Linked DNA regions of Hordeum vulgare: region 1 is linked to region 2. A link is a contact called in public Hi-C data. All regions are on one chromosome and are shown on one strand. The core of a region is the stretch at or near the end of the contact, and the rest is flanking DNA. Distances in the headings are between cores, read along the strand shown.

Evidence for each region. Hi-C and Micro-C count contacts between places; a contact is called where the count stands out from the background.
Region 1: a Hi-C map of leaf shows a contact between it and region 2, with 3 times the contacts expected there. The contact joins the promoter of LOC123434184 here to the enhancer-like site in region 2. A contact is called at or near these places in 1 of 6 Hi-C or Micro-C datasets (leaf) and 1 of 1 datasets of contacts at active chromatin or transcription factors (embryo).

The regions. Positions count from the first base shown.
Region 1 is chr1H:330,079,647-330,085,838 of MorexV3_pseudomolecules_assembly, forward strand. It overlaps LOC123434184 (kinesin-like protein KIN-7K, chloroplastic), which reads left to right and starts at 2,546. Exons shown (of 25, transcript XM_045115498.1): 1 at 2,546-3,063; 2 at 3,183-3,280; 3 at 5,412-5,501; 4 at 5,877-5,929. The coding sequence starts at 2,738.
Region 2 is chr1H:329,929,979-329,936,050 of MorexV3_pseudomolecules_assembly, forward strand. No RefSeq gene overlaps it. Among protein-coding and RNA genes, the nearest start is that of LOC123398970, 68 kb to the left of the region's middle. Within about 2 kb of position 1,948, at least 1 of the 3 cell types and tissues checked has open chromatin away from gene starts, as enhancers often do. A contact at or near this core is called in leaf, where this site is marked.

The sequences.
Region 1 (6,192 bases), core at 1,296-3,795, 150 kb after region 2:
TATATATATATATATATATATATATATATATATATATGAATCTTTCCCCAACATATGATGCTTGCTAACTAGAGAGTTAATATGTAGGAACACGAATAAACATTATTGACTCTTGCATAAAAGTAAATACATGAAAGTAAAAAATAGGGCCTTCACAGAGGGAAGGAGAGGTTGTCATCCACTTTTTATTTTTAGATGTGCAAACTCTTAATGGAAAGAAACATCACTTTATATTGCCATTTATGATAGCAAACTTTATCACACAATCTCTCACTTTTATTTATTTGCCATCACAAGATCGTACAAAGAATATTTTCTCTTACAATAAAAGACCATACATGTTTAGGAGCAATTTTTATTGCTTTGTGCATGATACATCTCCAACGTATCTATAATTTTTGATTATTCCATGCTGTTATATTACCATCTTAAAATACTTTTTGGATCATAATGCATCAATTTATATTATTTTTATCACTAACCTATTAACCCAGTGCCCAGTGCGAGTTGTTGTTTTCTGCATGTTTTTTGTTTTTCACGTTTTTAATACCAAACGAAGTCCAATTTCCATGAAACTTTTTTATGATTTTTTCCAAACCAAAAGAAGACCTGAAGCTTCGGAAGGAGACCTAAAGCAACACAAGGAGCCCACAAGGCAACATGGCGCGACCACAGGGGGTGGCCGCGCCGTGATGCCTTGTCGCCTCCGTGTGGCCCTCTTGCCTCGTTCTCTCATCTAAATTTTCAAATATTTCAGAAACCCTATAGATATATACGAAACACTTTTTACATCGCCGTAAGTCTGTGATCCATAGCGATTCCATCTGGAGCTCCGTTCCGACACTCTATCGGAGGGGGATCGATCATGGAGGACCTCTTCATCAACCTTGGTGCCCTCGTGATGATATGTGAGTAGTTCACCACACACCTACGGGTCCGTAGTTAGTATCTAAACGACAATCTTTCTATCTCTTGATCTTCAATACAAAGATCATCGCATCTTCGTACTTTTCTCATCGAAGAAATTGTATTAAATGTCAAGAGAGAGAGGGGGGGAGAGAGATTGCCATCTAGTAGTAGCTACATGCTCGTAGGTGTGTGATGAATTACTGACACATCATCACAAGGGCAACAAGATTGATGAAGATGCCCTCCGTGATCGATCCCCCTCCCGCAGGGTGTCGAAACGAAGCTCCAAATGATCTACCGACGGAACAGAAACTTGCGGCGATGTAAAAAGTGTTTCGATATTGCCTCGAGGGTTTTTAGGTTATTTGAAAAATTATAAACGAAAGAACGGAGTCGGGAGAGCCTCGAGGGGCCCATAAGCCAACAGGACGCAGGCTGAGGCCGTGCCGGGTTGGCTTGTGAGGTCCTCATGTGACTCCGAGTCTTCTTTCTTTGTTTGTTGATATTTTTTTTGATTCAGAAAAAATCTTTAAAAAATTTCAGATCAATTAGACTTCGTTTAAATTAAGAGGACGGAAAAGACAATGTCCAGATTGTCTTCGTCTACTACCACATATTCACAACTGCGGTGCCAAACATACTCGGCAGTCGGTACTACGACTCCAGACGAGCGGCGGTCTCTTTCGCAAGTTGAAATTCGTATTTTAAATCCCATCATAAGCAAGCAAATAAAACGCCGGGTTTAAAAAGCCCAACGAACCGAGCAAAGGCCCTGTTTGGATCCTAGATTTAGAGTTAAAGTTGGTTAGATTGAACTCATCTAACCCTTAAAAATCCAAACAGGGCGTGTTAGAGTGGGTTAGATGCATCTAACACACCCCAAAAATCTAACCCATCCAAGAGGTGCTTTTTTGGGTTAGAGTTAGGTGGGGCCTAAAAAAGTTACTTTTCTCTCTCCCTCCACCACACAAAATCCTAGATAAAGAAGCCAAATAATTGAAAAAAATGCATTTATTGGCAATCTAACCCTTCCATCCAAACACCTCTTTGGTTAGAGTTAGTTTAGGGTTAGTCTAGAGTTAGAATCTAACTCTAACCTCTAACCGAGTTAGAGTATCAAACAGGGCCAAAAGCTGTTGACCGCACGCACCAACCAGCTCCCCCAGAGCGTCAGCGCTCAGCTGCCGCAGTGGCAGCAGATCGCGTGCCCCTCCAGGAAAGCCGCACGCTGCCACCACCCGTCTCACTCTCGCCACCGCACCTCAGTTTTTTTTCCCCACCTCACGCCCCTGGACCCTGGACCCTGCCGTCCCTCTTCCCTCTTCCCACCGGCCACCGCTTCCCTTTCCCCGAGGACAATAAAAACTCCCGCAGAAAGCGAAACACGCCGCAGTCATTCCCGCCCGCCGCACGCAACCCGCCTCCCCGTCCTCCCCATTTCAAATCACCCGAGCCCCCACCGCCGCCGCCGACGGGTGGGCCGCGCGGGCGTACCAGCCCCAGCATCCCAGTGTTACTGCGCCGCCACGTGGCCGACGTGGCCCCCACCTACGCTGCGTCGAGCCGGGGTAGTAGCGCCAGCGCCAGTACAGCCTCCTCTTCCCCCGCCTCCTTCCTCCCGTGCCGCTTCTGATACTGCTGCTGCGTGTCGTCTCGCTTTTAAAATCTCGCGACGCAGCGGCCTCCCTTCTCTTTTGGATTGAATGGAGCAGCAGGCCATGTGAAGCCTCTGACCTTCGGATACCTTCCCCTCCCTCTCCGCCTCGCGCCCCCCCGCGTCGCGCCGCGCCGAGCAGCGCCCCGCCGCCGCGTGCGTGCGAGATCCGCGATGTCGTCGCGGCCGTCCTCGTCGTCCTCGTCGAGGCGGAGCAGCTCGCCGTTCTCCGCGGGGAGCCGCCGCCCGCCGACATCCTCCTCCTCCTCCAGCTCCTACATGGCCGGGCGGCTCATCCCGCGCTCGTCATCCTCCGTCTCCTCGTACGGCGGCGGCGGGGGCGGGGGCTCGAGGTCCACCACCCCCGGACGCCGCTCCGCCCCCGCCCCGCCGCCGGCTCCTGCTCCGGTGCCGTTCCCTAGCGCGGACGAGCTCGTCATTGAGGACACCTCCCGATCAGGCGACAGCATCTCCGTCACCATCCGCTTCCGGCCACTCAGGTGGGGATCTGGGAAGGGGGCTGCGGGGATCTGCTTGCGGCCGCTGTTGCCGTGTGTTTCTGCCGCGGCGCGGTTGCCAGTATTCCGACTGATTTGAGCTGGATTCGATGTGGTTGCAGCGAACGGGAGATCCAGCGCGGCGACGAGATCACGTGGTATCCCGATGGGGATCGTCTTGTGCGGTGTGACTACGTCCAGCCATCGGCTTATGGTTATGGTAAGCAGCTGAGCTTTGTTGCTTCGTCGGTATATTTGGGGATTTGGCAATGTAGGTTGTGGGATTGGTGATTTGGTAAGTTAGGTACCTGAATAGTACATTTCAGCTTTCTGTGATTTGGGAGCTTGGATTATTCATGCAAATTTTGAGGATGACATTGGTTCGGTTCGGCTATTGGATGCAATTCTTTTTCCTGGGTACATTGGTGAAATATGCATGCTTACACAGTCACATACACGCTTTAACTGATATATGATGTTTATACATAGTCACAAATTCCCTTGTAAAAATACGTCTAGGTACATCCTTTCCGCAACAAGTAATTTGGGACGAGGGAGTACATGCTTTACACCATAAGTGAGGTACTACTGAAATTAGTATGGAGTCGCTAGTATTGTGGGCTGACGAATTCATAAGAGCCAAGACAAGGGAGGAAGAACTGAAAATTTTAGTCCTGGTTCACATTTTCTTAAGAGGCAGCTGGTATTGTTTAGTCGACAACTAGTGTTGACTTCAGTATGCCTTGAAGACTGTTTTCATGGAGACTGCAGAAGACCGTGAGCTCTCAATTGCCCTTACTAAGTATGCTGTGAATTTCAGTTGACTTGACGGCGAGATTTACGGTTTACATAGGCAATGCTAGTACAGGTCCCATGGCCCAATTTGTTCTCCATGACCAGTGGATGCTTGAAAGCTTGTTCAAGCTATAGATACAGAATATTTGTGAAGGGAAACATTGGTGTTGGCTGGTAATTTAGGAACGGGCACATGCCAGCCAGATTGCTGGAGTAGTTAAGAACATATATATCATCAGTTTGTGGCTTTTCGGGCGTGGATTTGTTGCTTCTACATTATATACACCTGAGAGAGAAGTTCCAATTCTCAGTGTATGCTTTCACTACTTGTGTACTCCCTCCGTCCCAAAATTCTTGTCTAAGAACTATCTATATATGAATGTATCTAGTCACATCTTAGTATTTAGATACATCCATTTTTAGACAAACCTAAGACAAGAATTTTGGGACGGAGGGAGTATTAGATACAACGTATATGCATATGGACATTTTGACTTATCTTGCTTGGGTATGTGCTTATTCGTTAAGTACAATGAGTAGTATGGAGTGCATTATGATATTATCTGATCTATGTTGTTAAAAGGCACAGTGATAAGACAATCTTATGCCCACCCATTTACACATAGCCTATGTAGCCTATGATTTAGAAGGGCGTTTTGAAATCTAGACTGATGATGGGTGTACTTCACATTCACACATAGCCTACGAAGCCTATGGTATGGATACAGTTTATGAGATCGTTCTTTTGCTCACAAGAGTGTCCAATGTGGGCATTAAACCATAATAAAGCTTATCCAGAAGCAAGGATGCTGTTTCCTCTGAGATGTTGGGAAGTGCTGAGCTGGGTACTGCAGATCCCTGAAGTTTCATTGAAGTTTGTGGCATGATTCGTGGCTTCATATAAAGATATACAGATGGATTTGATCACCTTTGATATGCGGGGTATTGGACATGTGGAGGGGGGGGGGTCCTATGTTCATACTTACACAGGGTTTTGTTCATTTTAGTTTTTGCCTCCTGAGATGTACATATATTCGAAATTCAATCTGAAGGTATTTATTTGCAAATTCAAGAACTGTGGTTCACTGTTGAGATGCATTAGAATGTAGACACCAACAAGGCTCTATATAGTTCTCTGGCATGTCTGATATTCTCCATGGACGTTAATCGTAGGACATGGATGATGCTGATGCCCTGTGGTGTGATCTTTATCAATATAAATTGGACAGATGTGCTGAAAAAGACCCAGAAAATTGTTTCATAGCAAACTTAATGGCATTTACTACTCCCTCTGCGCCCCTATTCTAAGATGTTATTACAACCAATGTACTCATATATTGGTTGTAATAACATCGTATATTATGGGATGGAGGGAGTAGTTTCTAAACAGTTATCCTGATTCTTTCCCTTATTGTGATAAAATGCTACTGGTCACAGTAAATCAATATAACTGAATTTAAAACTGGTGAAACAATTTAAGATAAATCAACATATTATGTCACCTTGATTTTGACATGATAATTAATCTCTTTTCTCCATTTTGTTTCTTTGTTTAGATAGAGTTTTTGGGCCTTCAACAGCTACAGAGGCTGTCTATGATGTTGCTGCTCGGCCTGTTGTGAAAGGTGCTATGGAGGGCATAAATGGTATGCCACTTTCATTTATTTAGGTTACTTATACACATTTTATGTTGATTTTCGATATAATTATAATGTCATATGTAATTCAACAGCTACAGAGACTTCTTTCTGTCCACCTTCACTCTATGCCCATATGTAATGTTACTGTCGTGATTGCACAGAGCATTCTGAGATATCCAATCTCTACCTTCTCATCAAGCCTCCTTTGATACCTAATTTGCTCTTATTGTCCATATCGTTTTCTTCAGCGCTTCGATATTTTATGAGGGCTATTGCTGTAATGGCACGGATTCTTACATAATTCATATTTTACCTTGTATGGTGAATTGTTAGCTTATCATAGTCATTGATCTCTGAACACATCTTTGTACTAACTTGTAGGGACAGTTTTTGCCTATGGTGTCACAAGCAGTGGGAAAACCCACACAATGCATGTAAGTTCTTATTTTCTACAGATATAAGATCGAAACACAGGTAGAATAGCAGCAAGATATTATTCTGTAAAGGGTCTTCCCTTTAGCATATTCCTTTCAGTTCAATTCTGTTGTTCCAATCGAATTTATGCACCTGCTACTGCACGTGGTAACAATTATGATTGTGCCATATCCATTTTTCGCAAATAATATTGTTGGATACAAGTCCATTTGTGATTTGTGAAGACAAGACTAATATTTATACTGCCTATTCATTTGTTCCC
Region 2 (6,072 bases), core at 698-3,197:
CCATAGAACGACTCTCACTCGCCACCTCTTATAGTGGATACCCTCAAATATAAGAGGTCTCATGGAAGCAGCAAAACCACTCGGAGTAAATTGCATATAATAAGGTTTTTGGATTGTTGGAAATATGAGTGATTTACCAAGTGATTTTACTAGCAGAAATAATAGATAAATCACAACTACCATAGCAATTATAAGATAAAGCATGTGATAATAGAGAGAGTATGCAATAAGCATATGACAAGATGAGCGGGAACAGAACATATCTAGAAAAGAGACTACAACAAAAAGTTGCGGTAGGAACTCAAACAAAAGGAACACAAACACGTACTGAGTTGCAGTAGCAGCAACAGTGGAGTTGGTGTTGGCGTTGTCGTTGGCCATGATGCCGAAGAGGTGGTCCACGTCGGGGAAGAAGTCGTCGTCCGGGAAGTGATCGTCTGTGTCCGTGATGAAAGCCAGTAGTCGCGCTGAGAGCTCCCCAAAAACCTTATCGCCCTTCTCCCGTACAGGATCCAAAGAGACGGGGTTTCGGAGATCTATTGTCCTTACCTACAGTGCACGCTGCAAACCGGGATAGGGAAGAACGTAGCAGCAGCACAGAGTTTGGAACCGGTGGCAAGAGGAAGTTCTGATGCGTCTCTCGAGAGAGGAGCGACCTCTATCTTATAGGCGCACGAGAAGGAGGCAAGAGGCCAGTGACGGGAGCTGGAGAGAACGATGGAGATGAAACGAACAGACAACAGCCAAAGGGTGCAGCGTTTGTGTTCAATGTCTACTACAGCAAAAAAACGTTCAACTTTCGAGTGACCTTTCGTATACCAGTCGTGCGTGGCAAAAAATTAGTTCGGCTCGGAATTCATTCCCGCAACCCGCGACACGTCGTGACGAGGCGAGGTGGGTGGCGGAAGAGGAGGAGCGCGCGTGTATGTCTCTCTTGTTCTCATGCTCATACATGTTTGGAAACATCCTCCCTTATAAGGAGGTTCAACATCCACTAAACTAGCAATGTGGGACTAAACTTTTCCACCTCTTGCCTTGCACAAATGGGTTGCGTGGGCCTCTAGGATTTATTAGGAATTTCTGAAATGATATATTGGGATGGCCCAAAAGTAGATAGAATTCCAGCATCTTTCCTATCCCCCTCACACCGTGTATCTCTCTCTTTCTCTAGATTAAGAGGATGTCGTCACCACCGAGCAAAACGCCGCACCCATCGCCAGATCCATCAACGCCACACCAGGATGGTCGGCGTAGCACCACATCGACATCGGACCATGGACCCCGCCGCTCTGTCCCCCGCCCACAAGGCCGCGCAGGACTCTAGCACCGGCGATAGCCCCAATGGGCTTCCAAGATGATGCGCGACCCGTCACGGGGGAGGGGTTGTCCCCGAGGAGCATGGAACCGGTGAATCCGTCGGTCAGGAGCTGGGCAGCGCCCTCCATCATCGCCGTCGTTTGGGGAAAGACGTGGTCCCGGTCGATGCGGTGTGGGGCAGGCGGCACGGGGGAGGAGGTGGTGGCGGGATGGAGGTGGAGATGACCTGGGCGACGTCCTCCATCATCGCCGTCGTTTGGGGAAGGACGCGGTCCCGGTCGACGCGGTGTGGGGCCGGCGACACGGGGCACGAGGTGGCGGCGGGATGGAGGTCAAGATGGGATCGAGGAGGAATGGTCGTGTTGGGCGATGTTTTTTCTCTCCTGTGTACCGGTTCGGGGCTGACTTATGACGGGACTGCTGGTTGATTTCTCGTAAACATAGGGAATGTTTTGCGAAACTACCACGACGGTGAACGGACAGAAGGAGTAGCCGCTTTAGTATTAGGTAAGGACTAAAAAGAAACTGTTATACCCGTCTATAATTAATTCCTCGTTCATGTGTGGGCCTGTTTTTTCCTTTGATTTCTATGATCACGGACATGTTAAGACCCAAAGCCCATATGATGCGAACCCTTATCCAACTTGGCGCCTGCACGGTTACTTTGTTGGGCCAATTTTGAAGCTGGCCCATTCCACTAAACGCAGCACCGTGAAAAATCATTAATAACGCAAAAATCGGCTCTCGTGAGTTGCCCAACCACTAGACCAAACAGCCTTTAGTAAATCATTAGGGCGCACACTATTTAAGAAGTAAGTATAGCCACACAATTTATTGCATATATAAAGTAGAAAATTGTGATTTTAAAAAAATTGAAGAAAATTTGAAAGTTTACATAACCCAAAAAACCAATAATTCAAATAATTTTCATGAGTTAAAAAAATTCAACGATTTCAAAAAGGTTCAAAGTTGAAAAAGTTCATCAATTTTGAAAAAAGTTCATCGTTTTGCAAAGATACATTCAATTTATAAAAAGGTTCATAAGTTATAAAAATACTACATCTGTTTTCAATAATAAGTTCATCAATTTTGAATAAAAGTTCTTCGTTCTTTGAAAAAAATCAATTTTGAAAAAAGTTCATCAATTTTGGAAAAAATCATCAATTATCAATTAAAGTTCATCGATATTGAATAAAATTTCTTCGTTCTTAAAAAAAGTTTATGGATTTTTGAAAAAAGTTCATCATTTTGGAGAAAAGTTTAAAAACCTGAAAAAGGTTCATGATTTTTGTTCATAAAATTTGAAAAAAAATCATAGATTTGAAACAACTCTCATCAATTTTGCAAAAAGGTCATAGAAATTAGAAAAAAGATCATAAATTTAAAAAATACAACACATTTAAAAAAGTTCGTCTGTTTGTAAAATAGTTCATCCAATTTGAAAAAAAGATTAGTTAATTTGGGGGAAAAAGTTCATCAATTTTTCAAAAAATAAATTAAATATGAAAAAAATTCAACTACTTTGAAAAACGTTCATCAATTTGAAGAAAAAGTTCACAAATTATAAAAAAAGACAATCATCGTGACTGGAAGAAGAAAAATTAAAAAAGAAATGAAAAACGCAAAAACAAAAATGAAAAACAGAAAAGAAAAAAGTAAATAATAAAAGATGCAAACCAATGTTACTCATCAGGTGAGGCGAGGTAGCGCGGTGGTTACTGCCTATTAACTTGATCTAGAGTTCGATACCTCGCACCGCTGCTCATTTTTGTGTCTTTATATCAGAAAAAAAAGTCAAGATTTGTCGGCCCAAATTGCACTATAACGGGTGCGTGTCGCGCCAAAGAGGATTTGCACTATATGACGCCTTTGATTTTCTATTAAACTTCAAAATAGAGTGCAAACGACGATTTCTGTTAAACTTCAAAAGAGAGTGCATTCGGCGTGACTAGAATTCACGACGTCTTTGTTTAGAGTGACCGCAGTAATCAACTAGAACATCTTAAGAGCATCTTTAATAGATGATGTATATTTTAATATTTTATAAATTGGTGATGGTCCACATTTCGAGCATTAAAAAATAATTTTTACATCTCTGGACAAGGTTTAACTACAACGGATGGTCTAAAACAGAGATGTAAAAAAAAAAAAAAAAACTTCAACAGATGGTCCAGAACGTAGATGCAAAACCAGTTGGTGGCCGCGCGGTTGTTGTTCAGACACTGTACAACCACACATATTACAAAAAAAATCTAAAAACAACATAAAAAAATTATACATGTCCACAATATCAAATTACTACACAGTTCTTCAAATTTACGAGAACAGATGCAACACAAATACAACATATTTTTGCACAATACAACATAATTTTTCACAAACAAATAATGAATGTATGCGGCTCTTTCGGCCTGCCATTTCCAATGCTCTTTCATCAAATCTTTCTTGAATTGATCATGCACATCATAGTCTCTAATTTCGTTGTACACCTTCATGAAACGTCTGATGCGCTGTTTTTCGCATAGGGTTAACAGAAATGCCCATCAAGTGATAGAAATTGTAATATAAATGTTGTCCATGATCGTTCTCAATGATCATATTGTGCATAATCACGCAAGTAGTCATGATGGACCAAAGAATCTTATGATCCGAGAATCTAGATGGTCCTCGCACAATAGAAGATTGAGATGGAAAAATCCCAAAAGCCCTCTCAACATATTTTCTAACGACCGCTTGTGCATTGTGAAGACAAGTTCTTTCTTACCTTCGGGTTCTGCAACCGGCTTGACAAATCTTCTCTACCTTGGGTAGATCCCATCTGCAAGATAGTACCCATAGTTATATGTGCGTTCATTTGCTTCCAAGGTCACTCGTGGTGCTTCTCCATTTGCTAACTTGGCAAACAAAGGTGACCGGTCGAGCACGTTGATGTTATTGCAAGATCCAGACATCTCAAAATATGCATGCCAAATCCATGTTTCATGATCGGCAATTGCCTCAAGAATGATAGTGGCATCCTTCGCACGACCCTTGAATTGTCCATGCCATGCTTTTGGGCAGTTTTTTTGTTTCCAATGCATGCAATCCATACACCCGAGCATACCTGGAAACCCTCGAGCTTTGTCCATCTCCAAAAGCCTCTCAGTGTCCTCGGTATTGGGTGCTCTCAAGTATTATGGACCAAACACTTCTACCATAGTCATTGCAAATTGCTTAACATAGAAGATAGCAGTGTTCTCTGCCATCGCCAAGTTGTCATCAATGTAATTTGCCGGAACACCATATGCCATCATGCGCAAAGCGGCAGTGACCTTCTGTTCAATGTTATGGCCAAGCAACCCAGCACAGTTCATTCTCTGCTTGAAGGCTGGATTGTGCTGCTTCACGGAATTGCAAATGGGGATGAACAAGTCTTTCGACATTGTGAAACGGCGTCGGAACTAATTCTACGGGAAAACATGTGGTGATCCAAAGTAGTTGTGCATCCACCGTTTGTGCGCATCAATTTGTTCTCTCTAAATGAACGCACTACCTTAGACAACACCATCGTGCTTTGGCTTCTTCCCCTTGTGCATGACCACTAGCATAGCAATGTCCTCTTCTTCATGCAAATCAAGTTCCTCGCATGATGAATCATCCACGAATGAAGAGTCAACCGAGATCATCTACAATGCAGACATCCAATGTCAAACATACTATCAAATCCCAATTTAAATCATCAAGTTTTGTCGTTTTTTACCTTGGGGAATTTTGTCGAACACCTTGTGCGCGGGGTGGAAGCAGATGGTCGGCGGTTGGATTGGTCGCTCCTGCGGATGGTTGCGGACGACGGAACAGAGGAGAAGGGAGCTCGTCGACCGACGGAGCGGAGCTATATGGGCTAGAGGACCGCCGGAGTCGGCGAATCCAGCCGCGACTGCTTCCCGAAATGGTGGTGCCAGGGCGGCTGCGAGACGCCCTTCGGCGGGGGAGGCGACGCGGGCTATGGCGGGTGACGACGGCGGCGGCGATTTGGGGCGACGGCGGCGACGACCACGACGACTTGGGCAGTGCCGATGCGACTTTCGGTGGCTGGGGCTCGGTCGCGGGCAGGCGCTCGCGAGGCGGAAGGGGAATGAACTAGCGGTTGGTCGTTTGGCAAGCGACCGCGGTTTGACATCGGTTGTACCTCGTGATGACGGGGGGGGGGTAACCTCGGGGTAGGCTCATCAAGCCTACTCCATTGCCCTTCGGCATAACTTGGAGAGAAAGTATACACGTGTGTCGTCTCCTCCTGGCCGGCTGTGCATCCTGTGCCGGCTAGGGGTGTCGCCGTCTACTCTTGAGATGGCTGGCTAGCCGCGAGCCGGCTAGGGAGCGCTTGTCGCGTCAACCCCTTGGACACGACACGAGCCTTTGCTTAAAGGTGAAGGTATGTCAGTCCAGGTACAACGGAGAAGGATACACGTGGCTACAATGTCAGTAGCTTTACCGCTGACCTCAGCCGGCTACGACGTGTCTACCATGTACACTGGTCGCCCGCGAGTAACCACTCCATTACCTGGTGAAGCGTGGCTACAGTGGAGGCGGTCGTACCCGTGACCGATGTTGGATCCCGCAAGATGACGGCCTACGTACCTCCGGCCCCTCACATGAGGGACACGCGCCACTCTCATTGGCCGGCCGACGGGTCCCAGAGCGTGATGGGACCCGGCAACCGGTGGGCCCCACAGAAGACAAGATTGCTCAACAACGGGCCCACTAGCTAGCCGAAGA